Linked DNA regions of Sus scrofa: regions 2, 3 and 4 are each linked to region 1. The links are chromatin contacts, called in public Hi-C maps. All regions are on one chromosome and are shown on one strand. Each heading gives the region's core, a stretch centred on a gene start, on an enhancer-like site or on the middle of the called end of the contact. The rest is flanking DNA. Distances are from core to core; before and after follow the strand shown.

The links. Hi-C and Micro-C count contacts between places; a contact is called where the count stands out from the background.
Region 2: a Hi-C map of embryonic fibroblasts shows a contact between it and region 1, with 2.2 times the contacts expected there. The contact joins the enhancer-like site here to the promoter of CCNT1 in region 1. A contact is called at or near these places in 2 of 5 promoter capture datasets (fetal skeletal muscle and liver), 9 of 47 Hi-C or Micro-C datasets (alveolar macrophages, embryonic fibroblasts, fetal heart ventricle and 4 more) and 1 of 2 datasets of contacts at active chromatin or transcription factors (skeletal muscle).
Region 3: a contact with region 1 is called in a Hi-C map of epiblast stem cells, with 1.9 times the contacts expected there. The contact joins the promoter of CACNB3 here to the promoter of CCNT1 in region 1. A contact is called at or near these places in 2 of 5 promoter capture datasets (both in liver), 2 of 47 Hi-C or Micro-C datasets (epiblast stem cells and fetal liver) and 1 of 2 datasets of contacts at active chromatin or transcription factors (skeletal muscle).
Region 4: a contact with region 1 is called in a Hi-C map of embryonic fibroblasts, with 2.4 times the contacts expected there. The contact joins the enhancer-like site here to the promoter of CCNT1 in region 1. A contact is called at or near these places in 2 of 5 promoter capture datasets (fetal skeletal muscle and liver) and 9 of 47 Hi-C or Micro-C datasets (adipocytes, alveolar macrophages, embryonic fibroblasts and 5 more).

What each region holds. Positions count from the first base shown.
Region 1 is chr5:14,806,639-14,809,873 of Sscrofa11.1, reverse strand. It overlaps CCNT1 (cyclin-T1), which reads left to right and starts at 1,450. Exons shown (of 10, transcript XM_003481561.4): 1 at 1,450-3,235. The coding sequence starts at 3,131.
Region 2 is chr5:14,722,956-14,726,570 of Sscrofa11.1, reverse strand. It overlaps C5H12orf75 (overexpressed in colon carcinoma 1 protein), which reads left to right. Exons shown (of 7, transcript XM_021091585.1): 4 at 334-369; 5 at 1,160-1,239; 6 at 2,112-2,146. The coding sequence ends at 2,116. Among named protein-coding and RNA genes, the nearest start is that of C5H12orf75, 31 kb to the left of the region's middle. Within about 2 kb of position 1,375, at least 4 of the 83 cell types and tissues checked have an H3K27ac peak or open chromatin away from gene starts, as enhancers often do. A contact at or near this core is called in embryonic fibroblasts, where this site is marked.
Region 3 is chr5:14,874,008-14,877,731 of Sscrofa11.1, reverse strand. CACNB3 (voltage-dependent L-type calcium channel subunit beta-3) reads right to left here and starts at 2,208. Exons shown (of 13, transcript XM_021091589.1): 1 at 1,979-2,208. The coding sequence starts at 2,020.
Region 4 is chr5:14,705,615-14,708,814 of Sscrofa11.1, reverse strand. No RefSeq gene overlaps it. Among named protein-coding and RNA genes, the nearest start is that of C5H12orf75, 49 kb to the left of the region's middle. Within about 2 kb of position 1,289, at least 1 of the 83 cell types and tissues checked has an H3K27ac peak or open chromatin away from gene starts, as enhancers often do. A contact at or near this core is called in embryonic fibroblasts, where this site is marked.

The DNA.
Region 1 (3,235 bases), core at 201-2,700:
CCCTTGCTCGGTGGGTTAAGGATCCGGCGTTGCCGTGAGCTGTGGTGTAGGTTGCAGACGCGGCTTGGATCCTGCGTTGCTGTGGCTCTGGCGTAGGCCGGTGGCTACAGCTTCGATTCGACCCCTAGCCTGGGAACCTCCATATGCCGCAGGAGCGGCCCAAGAAATAACAACAAAAAGACAAAAGACCAAAAAAAAAAAAAAAAAAAAAAAAAAAGAGAGGAAAATTCCTGTGTTCTTTAAGGGCAGTGTATTTGAAGGCTATCATTATTTTCACATTATTTTGTATTGAAGACCTACCAGGTGCCATATAGTGTTCTGTTCAGGATGACATTTACCATCACACAGCTAGTAGTTCTCTTGTGGCGCAGGGGGTTAAGGATCTGGCCTTGTCACTGAAGCAGCTTGGCCTGGGAACTTCCATATGCCTCAGGTGCCGCCAAAACGCTCGCACGCACGTGCGGGCGCAGAGAATCACACAATTAGTTAAAAGAATAACTGGGAATTTTTAGGACATTACACTAAGAGAAATAATACAGTCACAGAAAGACAAATACTGTATGATTCCGCATATATTAAATGTCTATAAAGTAGTCAAACTCCAAGAAATAAAAAGTAGAATGGGAGAATGGGAGGTGTCAGGCTGGGGGAAATGGGGAGTTGTTCAATGGGTATAGAGTTTCAGTTTTGCAAAAAAAATAAAAAGCTGTAGATACCTGTTGCATAACACTGTGAATATAGTTGACACTACTGAACTGTACTGAACTGTACACGCGAAAATGGTTAAGATAGTTTAAAAAAAAAGAATAGTGGGGATTTGAAACAAGGCATGGTCAAAAATTCATGTTTGGCAATTATGTTATCCCTGCTACCTACTTTCAAATCATTTTAAGTCAAAGAATATTTCTTTTCTCTGATTTACACAGGTGCCCCTCTTCTGTACTGGAGGGTAGCAAGCCATTGGCTAGCAGTTGCATTGCGTGAAGCCTGATAGTTTCTAGGTCTTTTTCTCAGAAGACTGGTACACAGTCACGACAGCATCAAAATGGAGTCATCAATCTAAGAAATTTAGTGGAGAACCAAACACAGGTCAGAAAAATAGGTGAGGGGAATCTGGGAGAAATAATTTTGGCTATTAAGAAGACAACATAGGAGGAGTTCCCATCGTGGCTCAGTGGTTAACGAATCTGACTAGGAACCATGAGATTTTGGGTTTGGTCCCTGGTCTTGCTCAGTGGGTTAAGGATCTGGCATTGCTGTGAGCTGTGGTGTAGACTGCAGAGGTGGCTCGGATCCCGTGTTGCTGTGGCTCTGGTGAAGGCTGGCAGCTACAGCTCCGATTAGACCCCTAGCCTGGGAACCTCCATCTGCCGCGGGAGCAGCCCCAGAAAAGGCAAAAAGACAAAAAATGAAATAAAAGATGACATAACTAAAAAAGTGCTTATTCAATTAAAAAAAAAGCATGCAACGGAACAAGTTTGAAATCATAATTTTTGAAAATATTGTAACTTCAAGTATTTTTTTCCTCAATTTTTCCAGAATAAAATGGAGCAAATGCTAATTGTAGGCAGTGTATGGCAGAGGAGGGCCTAGAATGGAAGAAAATACTTCTGAGAATGAATTAGAATCAAATTGAGTGGGAGCAGCCTTGTCTAGAAATGACAGAACTCAAAATATTTATTATAAAAGACAAAAGATTTTAATATTACCCAAATTTAATCAAGGTGAGTGTTCCCGAAAAGCAGGAGTACACTCGGCTAGAATGGAGAGAACAATGGAATTAGACTTGATTTTAAAATCTACACTTATAAATGGTGTAGTGTAGGACAAACCACTTAATCTCTCCAAGCTTCAGAGAGATTTATTTTTTATTTTTTATTTTTTTATTGTTAGTTGTTTTGAGCATTTGTTTGACAAACATTTATTGACCACTGGGGCCAGAACTGTACTAGGGAGGTGATAGATGGATACAAAAATGAAAATGGGTTGTTGTTTTTTTTAAAAGGCTGGTATGGTCCTTGCCCTCAGTTTCAATATGCTATAATAAATATTATAAAATCTACTGAATTTTTTTATGTGCCAGGTACTGCTCCAGGTACTTTTAACTCAAATCTTCATTTAATCCTTTTCAGAATCTAAAACGTATATACAGTTGCCATTTACATTTATACAAGGGGCACAGACAAGTATCTTGTCTACGAAGGAACAACCCTCAAGCGTTGGAGCCGGATACATCTTGATAGAGGGCAGAAATTTACAAATTTGTGCATGCGCAGAGTGGTAGTGGAAGCTTTCCAGAAGGAAGGAGCAGTTTAAATTCACCCGATCGCAAAACATAGATTAAAATATTTGGCGCTGTGCCGGTTAAACTAAACAGTATATTTGAGTCATTCACTACTGTGGTTAGTACTAAATTATTACTACTAATTCCATCTTATTCCCTTAAATTGGCTCACCGCGTCGAAGCTTTAGGAGTTTCAAGGCATTAGTTACATATTGTAAAGCGGCTTCTCCAATGGGTAATTTACATTGTTATCAACAATGCAATAGCTTTCCCGTTGCTTTATGGTACGATAGACGATAGGGCTACTCTCTGATTATTTTTTTCAGCTTTTGACAGTCTCACTTATTTCATCTGTCAAGTTGCGGATGTGCCCCATCTTAAGCGGTCACCTTCGCCACGAGCGAAGTTCACCGCGGAACCGCCGAGCGGCGCGTGGGCGGGCACCTCACCCAGCCAAAGCCGTTGCCCCGCCCCCTCGCTCAGGGCGCGAAGGCTCAACCCAGTTCTCGCGGGAGGAGACGTGTTTTTTTTTTTTTTTGAACGAGAACTCCTAACCCCACCTCGTGCCTCAAGGGTCACGTGATTGGCGCCTGCGTCCTAGGCCCAAGGTTTTTCCGGTCTCCTGCTGGCTGTTAACTCGGCTACAGGCCGACTCGAGGCGCTTTCCGGAAGTGGATCCTTTAACTAGCACCCACCCACCCGACGGAAGCGTGTCACAACCTAGCCGTCCGCCCTAGCGGAAGTTCGTCACGTCGCAGTAGCCCCCGCACAGCGGATGTGTGTCGCCGAGAAGGTGACGCTGGGAAGTGCTTGCAGCCTCCGCCGCTGCCTTCTGGTTGAAGCACTATGGAGGGAGAGAGAAAGAACAACAATAAACGGTGGTATTTTACTCGAGAACAGCTGGAAAATAGCCCATCCCGTCGTTTTGGCCTGGACCCAGATGAAGAACTT
Region 2 (3,615 bases), core at 126-2,625, 83 kb after region 1:
CAGCCTGTCCATCACACAGGAGGCAGGTGGCACAGCCAAGACAAAACCCAGGCTTCGTGATGCCTAATGGTGCTCTTTCTAATCTTGGCTCCCCTCAAGTTTTTCATTTTGTTTAGCAATTAGGCTTGTTGGCACTTGCACTTTTCGGTAAGTAGAACATTGCCAGTTTTTAGTGTATGGATGATTGAGGTAGAGTCAGAATACTGTGTTACCAAAATACTGGGTGGAAGAACTTGAACAAAATTGCCTTTAACTCATCAGTTCCCTTCTTCTCAGAGCCAAAAATGAAGTCTTTGTAACCAGACGGCTCATAAAATGTTTTTGACCTTTCAGAACAGAAGACTCGATAGCAGAAGATGACAAGAGGAGGTATGTTTGGTATTGAGGCTGCTTTAAATTTGAATAATTTTGGCCACACCTGATGGATTTAATGTAACATGAATTCGTTTAACTCATGGGTTTAATCAACCGCTCTAGCCCATTGCCAATAATACAGATCCTACCAAGAAAACTTTTGGCACAGAGAGTAACAGGTAGGAGCATGTGATCTGATCAAGAACTCACCCAGGGTTCCTAATCATGGGCTTCTTTCGAGCACGCTTGGGTTGTCCTGTGCACACGGCCTGGGCTAGTTTCCACCCTGTGGCCTCTGGCTGTGCTCCCAAATTGGAGGACCTCCCTTCATTCCCGCTGCCTTCTCTGTCCTCCCATCCTCTGAGCCACTGCACTCCACTCTCACTCTCTCCTCACTTTGTATCTACCTGTAGGTAAAATGACCCTGTCCGTAACACCTGTTCCCGAGTTGACCACTCTGAATTCTTCATAACTGTTGACTGATCAACTGTAACATGTCACCGTACTGATACTCCTTACTCTACAAAATCGTAACAATCCCACCTTCTTCTTTCCCACTGCAGGCAAAATATCTAAAAAATTCTACTATACAGCTTTTTTAATATATAGCTTTTTTTGAGCACAGAAAAAGTTCTGTCTCCAAGGACAATAATATTCTTAATTCGACTTTTGAAAAGTCATGAGTTATTTTAAAAGTTCCGTCATTGTTCGAAGGACTCCATGCTTTCATGCATTCATAATTTTCTACAGGTGGATAGTACACCATGTAGTTTGGCCTGATTTTTCTCTGCTTCTTTTCCTTAAGAAACTACGGAGGGGTGTATGTTGGTCTACCATCTGAAGCCGTCAATATGGTATCCAGCCAAACAAAGACGGTACGAAAAAGTAAGTAAAACCATATGATTTTTTTTTGTTTTGTGAAAAAAAGTAAAATTGTTATTTCAGCTTTCCTGCTCCCCCTACATAGCACCGAGTCACAGTGGGCCGTGTTTAAGAGCTGTATTTGCTCATTGTGATCATTGTCAAAATCGCCACCCACATGATGCAAGTAATTCCAGAGCAAAATTGAACAACTCACTGTTCATGGTTATGTTCCGTGGATCCCCAGGGAAGACTCTTGAGAAATGAATGACTAGTTATACAAGAAGAGCAAGAGGGGAAGTGGGGGAAGGGGAGGGGACTGGAGGGGCGAGAAAAGGCCATAGGAACAGCTCCCCAAGGTGGACAGGACAGAGCAGGCGATCCCTGTCCTGCACAGATTGTTCCTTTCAGTGATGATCTGTGTGGAAACGAAAGCACACGTTTTTTTAAGTTTAGGCAATTGTGGTAGAACAGAGGTAAACTCCTGCCATAGATGATAAATGGGACTGATAAGTCATCTGGTAAATAGAATAACTGCTTATTGGGTAATGAAATGACGTAAGGCTCCTTTCTGGGTTTTATTAGTAATTATGAAGTCCTTTTGAAATAAGTACGATTGCAACCTTCTTGCTTGAATAAAAGTTTTTAAGTGTGGCTCGTGGTAAAAGAATGCCGATTTACTCATCACTGTACACTGATACATAGCTTTCAAGAGCTGTTAATGTTTAATTTGTACACAAGCCTTGTATTATTTTAACATATTATTTTTCCTCATTCTCTTTTTCTGGTTGATGATTTAGACTCGCAAGGACATCCATGTCACAACTATTTGTAGCTTTATGGGAAACTAGAATTAGGTTCTTTATAACTGAACTTTTCTTCATTTTCTCTTTAAGATTAGAAGAAAATATCATGACTCAATCAGCAAGAGGTACTGTATGTTTTTGTAAATAATTCTATGTATTTAGCCTTGATGAATGAATTGTAGCTATTACAATGCTCCGTATTTCTAAGAAATTTTGAGCCTCAAGATTAACAAGGGGTCTTATCTTCTTAAATCTGTGGAACCCACATGTTTTATTGTAAAGAGCTCTTTATGATTAAATCAGTTTTCTTTGCAGCTTTTTTTCCCCCCAGCTCCCCGCCCCCATGCAACTTAATTCATTTGGTAAGAACAAGCTAAGCGTTTGACTAAAATACTAAGCTTTCAGAGTTCCCTGGTGGCCTAGCAGTTAAGGGCTCAGTGTTGTCATTGCCGTGGCTTGGGTTCTATCCCTGGCCCTTTTACATGCCATGGGCACAGCCCATAAATAATGAATAACCAAGGTTTCATTCTTCCTTGTCAAAATCTTTGTGGGGTTAGGACCTTGGAAGTGACAGATAAGCAGACTAGAGAGGCTGGGAATTAGATTAGGATCGATATTAAATGTTTGGCAGTAGCCAGGGGGTAGTTAATATACAGAGGAAAAAAATGTCAGTACCAAAGCTGCAGTGGAGCCAGTGGTCCATGTGCAGAGATGCAGTTCTGCAGAAAGAATCAAGTCATAGACCGAATTTCCAGGTTAAGGTGTTATAAAACATGTTCATCATGGACAAAAGAACCCACTGCCCAAAAGATGAAGCACTGTGAACCTCAGGAAGATCTTAGAAGTAACTCCGAGAGAACAAGAACCAGGACAGAAGAAAAGATAGCTTCCATTTATTAACTACCCTCTGGGTACCAGTCTCTAAAGGTTGCTGACCTGCATTTCCATACAGGCAAAGAGTTTGAGTTCACCTGGTCCAAAATTACACATGGTGCTTGGGTCCCCACTGTCTTTCAATCTTGCTGAATGACAGCCCACCTCTTTGGAATACTCCGTGATCAGGAATGCTCTGTCCTCTGGCATAGCCTGTTCTCTCTGGAAGCAGACCACTTGGATTGAATTGAGACTGTTTTTACTTCCTAGCTGGGCAAATTACTTCCTCTTCGTAGCCTTCATTTTGTAATCTGTAAAATGGAACTCATGCTTATCTTGAGGGGTTCTTGTTAGGGTTAAATATGAAGTGAATGGTAGCTCTGCTAGAATAGTCAGGGCCACCATCAGCATTACTGTCATCCTGAGGATCCAGCCCCTGGTAGACCAGAGGCAAGACTGATTTTTAATGAGCCAACTTCTTGCTCAGGGCCAGTAATGGTGCTGGCTTTGGGGGTGGGATGGGTTGCAGGATAAGCTCACAGGTGGCAACAAATGAGCTTTCCTACCTGGGGAAAGGGACCTGGAAGTCGTAACTGGTTTCTGCCCGACTAGAAATACAACAATCTTGGGCATCCACTTCTTCCAAGACTCTCTCTACAAGGCAACAACATGATGGAGCTTGCCTGGTGCTCAGAGGCACATGAGGGTGGGGGAATTTCTC
Region 3 (3,724 bases), core at 959-3,458, 67 kb before region 1:
AAACTTCCTCAAAGTTCCACCCATTTGAGTTCCTTCCTGTTTTTTTTTTTTTTTTTATCTCCTGAACAAAATTATCCCCTTGAATTTTGATTGCCTACCTACTCTCCTCCACCCCATCCTCACCCCCAGGGATGCGCCAGGGAAGATTACTAGAAAGCTTCAGAAGCTCAGTCCTTCTCCTTTTCCACTGTCTCACACCCAGGGGGGTGAATCAGAAATCTGCTCACGCCTTCACCTTCCTGGGCTACCGGGGAATTAGAAAACCAAAACTCTGACAGGGTTGATGAGACCCATGATGGGAAGCATTGTGCCTTCGCGAGAGAGGAAGACCCCGCCCCCCAAAAAAAGAAGCCCCAACTGGCTTCTCACTATGTCACTTGTTCACGTTCCCTTAGCAAGAAAAAGAGGAGCCTCATCTTAAGACATCTTTAGTCTGCTTTAGTCTGTCCACACCCTGTAAGTGGTGCAGTCCAGCCCTGCCCAGCATCTTCCTCCTGCTGGATTTGGCAAACAACTTTGTTAGAGCCCCCATGGCTCCCTGTTGGGGGGAGGGGGGCAGTCTGCTTTCCCAGGTCCTTCTCCTGAGTCCAGCACCATTTGGGGGCTGGTTTTCTGTTGGATTCTTCCCAGACACTGTCTTCTCACTTTGTGCCCTCTCCCAGTTCCTTGGTATTTATCTCCTCTTTTATTCTGTCTCTTCAATCCCTTCTGTCCTTCCAGAGGGGCAAAGGGAGGCATGAAATGTAAAAGAGTAAGACCCTCAAGGTGCTCTCTCCTGGGAGATGACTCCGATGAAGAAGACAGCTTCTCGGGCATCCGCTTCTCTCCCCAGCCCTGAGTGTACTCTCCTAGCCTCTCCTTTTGGGACTCTCCCCACCACCAGAGTGTCCTCGGGACCGTAGGTAACAGTGGATCTACCATCAACCTCCCTCCTTCCTCCCACACCTTGTTGTCTCCATCCTCATCTGGGACAGTGGTGTCGAAGTCTGCCCACAAAGAAGCAGGAATTGCCATGCCAACCACCCCCAGGAGATGTGTTCACGTTCCTCATACCTGCGTCCAATCCCCTGGGTCCTACGGGGAGCTTCAGAGCCTCTCTCCCTGTTCCCTTCTCTCTGATTTGCTACTCACTGCCCCCTTCCAGTTCATACCTCACCGACACCTGCCTGCTCTAGTTCTCATGCCAGCCTAGTGACTCCTGTCCTGTAACACGACATATGCCTGTCTCTTATCCATGTGGTCCCTAACCCCTTTTCTTTTCCCTGGCTGAGCACAGAGAGAGAGAGAGAGAGAGAGAGAGAGAGAGAGAGCGCGCGCGAGAGCGAGCTGAGGTGAGGGGGTAAAAAGTATTCAAGGAGCGGATTTCTTCTGTCCTCTTTCTTTGAGAGTCCTTAGACTGGCAGCAGGCAGGTACCCAGGCATGGAAGCAGGACATGGGGGTGGGAGAGCCCGAACAACCAGGTTTGGGAGTTGGAATTCTTGAGAGCCTCTAGAATACATTCTAGTTTCTCCTATAAGCACACCAGGAAGCTGGGCAGATCCCAATCCCTGAACACTGAATGGGGAAACTGAGGCAGGATCTAGGGCCCCTTGGAAGTCCTCCCCAGCAGTCTTTAAGATCTGGACAAAGCCAAAGCCTCTAGCATTCTAGCTGCTGGCTGCTCCAGGGAACCCAGGGAGGGGCACCAGGGGAGCTTGCAGCAGAGGCACCCCACCCCCGCCCCCATCCTCATATCTAGCCCCTTTTCTGGCTCCCCAGGCAGTCCACCCATCCCATCCCAGTCCCAGTGGTTAGAAGCTGCCAGCTCTGGCCCTGGCGGATCCCTCCTTTCCTGCTCCCTCCTTCTACCCTTAGCCTCACCTACTGGCCCTCCCTCCCTCCCCACCATCCCTGCAGTCTCCCCCTCGTGCGGGCCCTCTTCCTAGCTGGGAGTGGGGCTCTCCTGCTACCCACTGGGGTCGGGGCCCCCGCGTTTACCTCATTCAGCAGGAAGGTTGCACTGGAGTCAGAAAAAGACATAGACCGGGCTGGCGGCCTCTCCCCCTCCCCGGGCCAGGGGCTCCGAGGCGGGAGCAGGACCCGGCCGCTGCTCTGCACACTGGCTCCCGCCTGCACGCTGGCCTCGCCCCACGCCCGCCCGGCTCCAACGCCTGCTCTCTTCCCTCTCTCCAGGTTCCCTCCCCTTTCCCTCCTCCCTCCTTCCCACCCTCCCTCCCTCCCTCCCTCTCTCCTCCTTTCTCGCCGCCTCTGTCACTCCCTCCCCTGTCGCCTTTCGGTCCTTCTCTCTCCATTTCCGTCTCTTCTCCTTCTACAGTCTCTGTTCTGTTTATCTGGGTGCCTCCCACTGTCCTTCCATCCGATATCTCGCCGTCCTTCTCCGACACCCCCACCCCGGCTTCTTCCTCAAACCCCTCCCCAGAAAAGGTAGGGACTCGGGAGCTCCTACAGCCGCAGGCAGAAGGGCGGGAGCAGCTAAACGGCTGCGGGGACTCCGGAGCCGAGGCGGAGGTTCCGCTCCCTCCCGGCCCCTGCTCCCTGCGCCCGGAGCCCATCCTCCAGCGCCGGAGGAAGAAAGGCGCCGCGGTCCCAGCGACGGCTTCGACGCATCCTCAGCAGAGGCATGGATCGACAAGGATGGATGCTCGTGCATAGCTCGCTTGCCCCGGTGTCCAGCGCCCCCTCTGGGTCCTGGGGGAGCCACGTCCGTCCACCCGTCCCAGGCCCAGACCCGGTGGCTCCTTCAGGATTGAATTGGGATGCCCCCGGCGCCTGGGGACTGTCTACTGTCACTCCCCTCTCCAGGGTCCTGGGGCCGCGGGGCTCGGCCTGCAGAGGCCACGGGCGAGACGAGGCCCGCCGAGGCAAGGTGCTCCTCCTCCCCGACCCGCCGCAGCGCCCCCTGGGCTCACTCGCTGGCGGCCGCACCAACCCTCCCGTTGGCGGCCCCTGTCCCGGGGTCCCATTTGTTGCCCGGCAGGGGTCTGGCCCTGCCAGCAGGAGGCGCTGCCCTGGCCAGAGCGGAGGCGACGCAACTCGGAGCCAGACCTCCGCCGAAGCCTAGGACGAACCCCTCTCCCACTCCTCTTTCCAGGACCTTCGCTCCCACCTCCAGGCCCCCTGCACTCCAGGCTGCACTTGATTCCCATCCCCGTGGGGTTCCTTTAAGATCTTTGGCCCTTCGGGGGCCCTAGACCCCTCCTACCTCCATCCTCGGCTCCAGGGGCGCCCCGCTGAGCCTGACACCGTCCCGGCCGGGCCTGGGTAGCAGGGAGTACAGAGTCGCGGGACCGTTCCTCGGGTCAGTACCCCCTCCCGCCCCCTTCGGCGGGCACGTCAAATAGGACAAGCCCAAGTTCTGACGGGGGAAGGGGTGTAGCCCCAGCCAGCCCTCTGCCTGCACCCTTCTGAGCGGATCAGCTTCTCATTGGTCCCTCCACACCCCAAACACCTCCAGGCTGGGACTCTTCTCCATACCAAAGACCGCGGCTGGAGCGAGGATCAGCCGACCCCCTTGCGGAGACAGGCTCACCCTGAAACGAAATGACGGGTCCCCAACATCCCCCTCGGCATCAGAACTCTTCCCTTTCAGACCGGGGGCGTCCCACTGTCCTCCCTGGCCCTTCTTTTAACTCCTTTCCCCTAGGGGTTCCCGGAACACCCCCCCCAACCCTCCCACCCCTGGGCATCCTGGAAGGCTTCCCTCCCTCCGTTCAGCGGACCCTG
Region 4 (3,200 bases), core at 40-2,539, 100 kb after region 1:
CCCGTGAAGACGGAGGCAGAGATGAGAATGATGCAGTTGGAAGCCATGGAATGCCAAGGGTTGCCAGGAGCCACCAGAAGCTGGAAGGGGCAAGAGAGAGGCTTCTTCCCTACAACCTGCAGCAGAAGTCTGGCTCTGCTGACACCCCGATTTTGGACACCTAGCTTCCAGAACTGTGAGCGAATACAGTTTTGTTTGAAGCCACCCAGTATGTGGTACTGCAGCCCCAGGAAACTCCCACCGATGAAAGTCTGGAACACATGGGTTTCTGCTTGCAAGCAAGTGGGTTTGGAGTGTCCTATCCTTGACTAGATGAACGCTGTCCCCCCGCCCCCTGCCTTTCTTTGAAGCTTTTCCCAAGGGCACGCTGGGCTCCGCAGAAGGATGGAGATTGGCTGAGCAAGCCCGGTTCCTTCCAGGAACCTCAGAGGGGAAGGATGGGAGCTCGGGAAACACGAGTGGGGAATAAGAGCTCCCGGCTAGCCGTGGGCTGTAAATGCTAGTTTTTCCGCCTGCGCCATGTTTTTGTAAAAATATTTAAATCCATTCCCAATGTTCAAAAGTTGAAACCTGGCTTTTCTATGAAGAGTCTCAAGCTTTTTCAGAAAAATGGAAAATCTGGCCACACTGGGCCGCAATTCCCATGGGAGTAGGACTGGCTGTTGCTGCAAAGTGGTAGCCTCTCCAGATGGGGGCAGGCCCTCTGGCTGCCCATTCTGCCCACCTTTCCCCTCGTCTTAACCGCCGCCCCCGCCTCTCTTCCCTCCTGGCCCTTTAGACATTTCCGCTTAGGAGTCTGAGCTGTGGTTGAGAGCTCAGGGGCCAGGCAGACAAGTCCTGGGTTCAGATCTGTGCTCGGGTTAGCTCCTTGGGCAGTTTACCGCCTCGAGCCTCAGTTTCCTCACTGGTGTGATGGGAAAAATAGAACTGACCAGAGTTCCACTTGTGGCTCCGTGGCAGTGAACCCACTAGTATGCATGAGGACATGAGGACGTGGGTTCGATCCCTGGCCTCGCTCAGTGGCTTAAGGCTCCAGCGTTGCCATGAGCTGTGGTGTAGGTGGCAGATGAGGCTGGGATCTAGCGTGGCTCTGGGGTAGGTTGGCAGGTACAGCTCTGATGTCTACTCCTGGCCTGGGAACTTCCATATACTGAACATTTGCGTGCCCCCCTGCCCCCACCCCAACAACAAAAAAACAACCACCACCCTGACCTTATGGGACCATGCAGAGAATTGAATCATTTCACCATGCTAGTCTTACACATACAAACCACATCCTAAGTGCCCAATAGATGGGAGCTATTGCTGTTTAAAAAAAGCAAAACCCGACCATGTAAGAGGAACCCTGGAAGGAGAAAGCCTCTGGCGAGAAGTCTGCTTTGTCTGGTTTTAGGGCCGCCCTCCATCTCACCAGTGTTCAGACAAATATTTTAATAAGCCAGCTTCCAAGGAGCCCCTTTCTGTAGCAAGGAGTCCAAGGGCAATTTGGGGAATTGCAGCGCCAGTGAAGGTAGTTTTTCTTCCTCCTCAACAGTTTGATTCTCTTCTGGAAGGAGGAGGTTGCAGGGAGGCAGGAAACCCTGGATCCCATCCAAATACTTTGATGTCTGGGTTTTAAAATACTTGCGATCGTAGCTGGCTTTGCCGACTTCCTAGTGATCCTCCAAGGAGCATTTCTGTTCTGACTGATCACTTCTCCTGGGAAGCCCCGAAGGAAATGATCGGCCTCAAATAGCCTATTTCCACGTGGAGGCGAGGAGCCAGGTGGAAACAGGCAGGAGGGAGGGTGACAGAGGGGAATTTTTTTTAAAATGAAGGACCTATCAACGTCTCACTGGGAGAAGACCAGCCTTGTGAGGAGGCCACCAGCCTCTGAAATCATTGCAAGCTACAGAAGCCACCTCGAGCCAGTCCTTGTAAAACAGAGTAAATTTAGAGGAGTAACAGAGCCATAGACCCCAACGACGGTGAAGCCTCCCCAAGGGCTAGAGCCGGGAACGAGAGTGAACAGGTAGCAGGTGCAAAAGGATTGGTACAACTTAGTGGTGGATACAAGAGAAGCTATCTGGTTGCTTCAAGCATCATGGATTGAGTCATCCAGCCTTTCTCCGTTGATTAGAAAGGGCACCTTTTTCACATTCTAATTTTCTGGTGTGTGTGTGTTTGGGTCCATTTCTGGTAAAATTCTACTTCCCCTGCTCTCCCTGGTTGGTATGGGTTGAATTGTGTATCCCACAGAAGAAGTAGGTAAGGAGTTCTCCCTGTGGTGCAGTGGGGTCCGCGGTGTCTCTGCAGTGCCAGGATGCAGGTGCAATCCCTGGCCTGGCAAGTGGGTTACAGGATCCAGCATTGCCATAGCTGCAGCATAGGTCACAACTGGGGCCCAGATGGATCCCTGGCCCAGATCTCCATATGCCTTGGGGGGGTGGCCAAAAAAAGAAAAGATAGGTTGGAGTGTTAACCCCCTAGTCCCTCAGAATGTGGCTTTATTGGAGAGTAGGTCTTTAAAGAGGTTATCACATTAACATGAACTCACTAGGGGGGGTGGAGCCTTAATCCAATATAGTTTTTGTCCCTACAAAGGGGGAATTTGGACCAAGAGCTAGAGGTGCACAGAGGGAAGGATGGTAGCCATACATAGAAGAATCAGTGTGATGGATCTCTAAGCTGAGGAATGCCAGAGACTACTGGGAACCACCAGAAGCCAGGAAGAGGTGGGGGATCCTTCCCCAAAAGGTTTCAGAGGGAGCCTGGCCCTGCCGCCACCTCGGATTTTAAGCCTCCAGGACTGTGAGACAATGTATTTCTCCAGATTGTGGTACTTCATTAGAGCAGCTCTAGCAAGCAGACAGTGCCCAATGTAGCTACCTCTTTTTAAGTGTTATAGCTTTAGAACCTTTAAAAATACTCGGTCATGTTAATCCCAGCGATCTTAAGATGGGAAAGGTTAGATCTGATGTAAATGCTAAAGACTATAACCCAGAATACAGTTAGAAAGTTTTTAGGAGGTCCCATTGTGGTGCATTGGAAACACATCTGATTAGGAACCATGAGGTTCTGGTTCCATCTCTGGCCTCACTCAGTGGGTTAAGGATCTGGCGTTGCTGTGAGCTGTACGTGTAGGTCACAGATGCTGCTTGGATCCTGCATTGCTGTGGCTGAGGTGTAGGCCAGTAGCTACAGCTCCGATTTGATCCCTA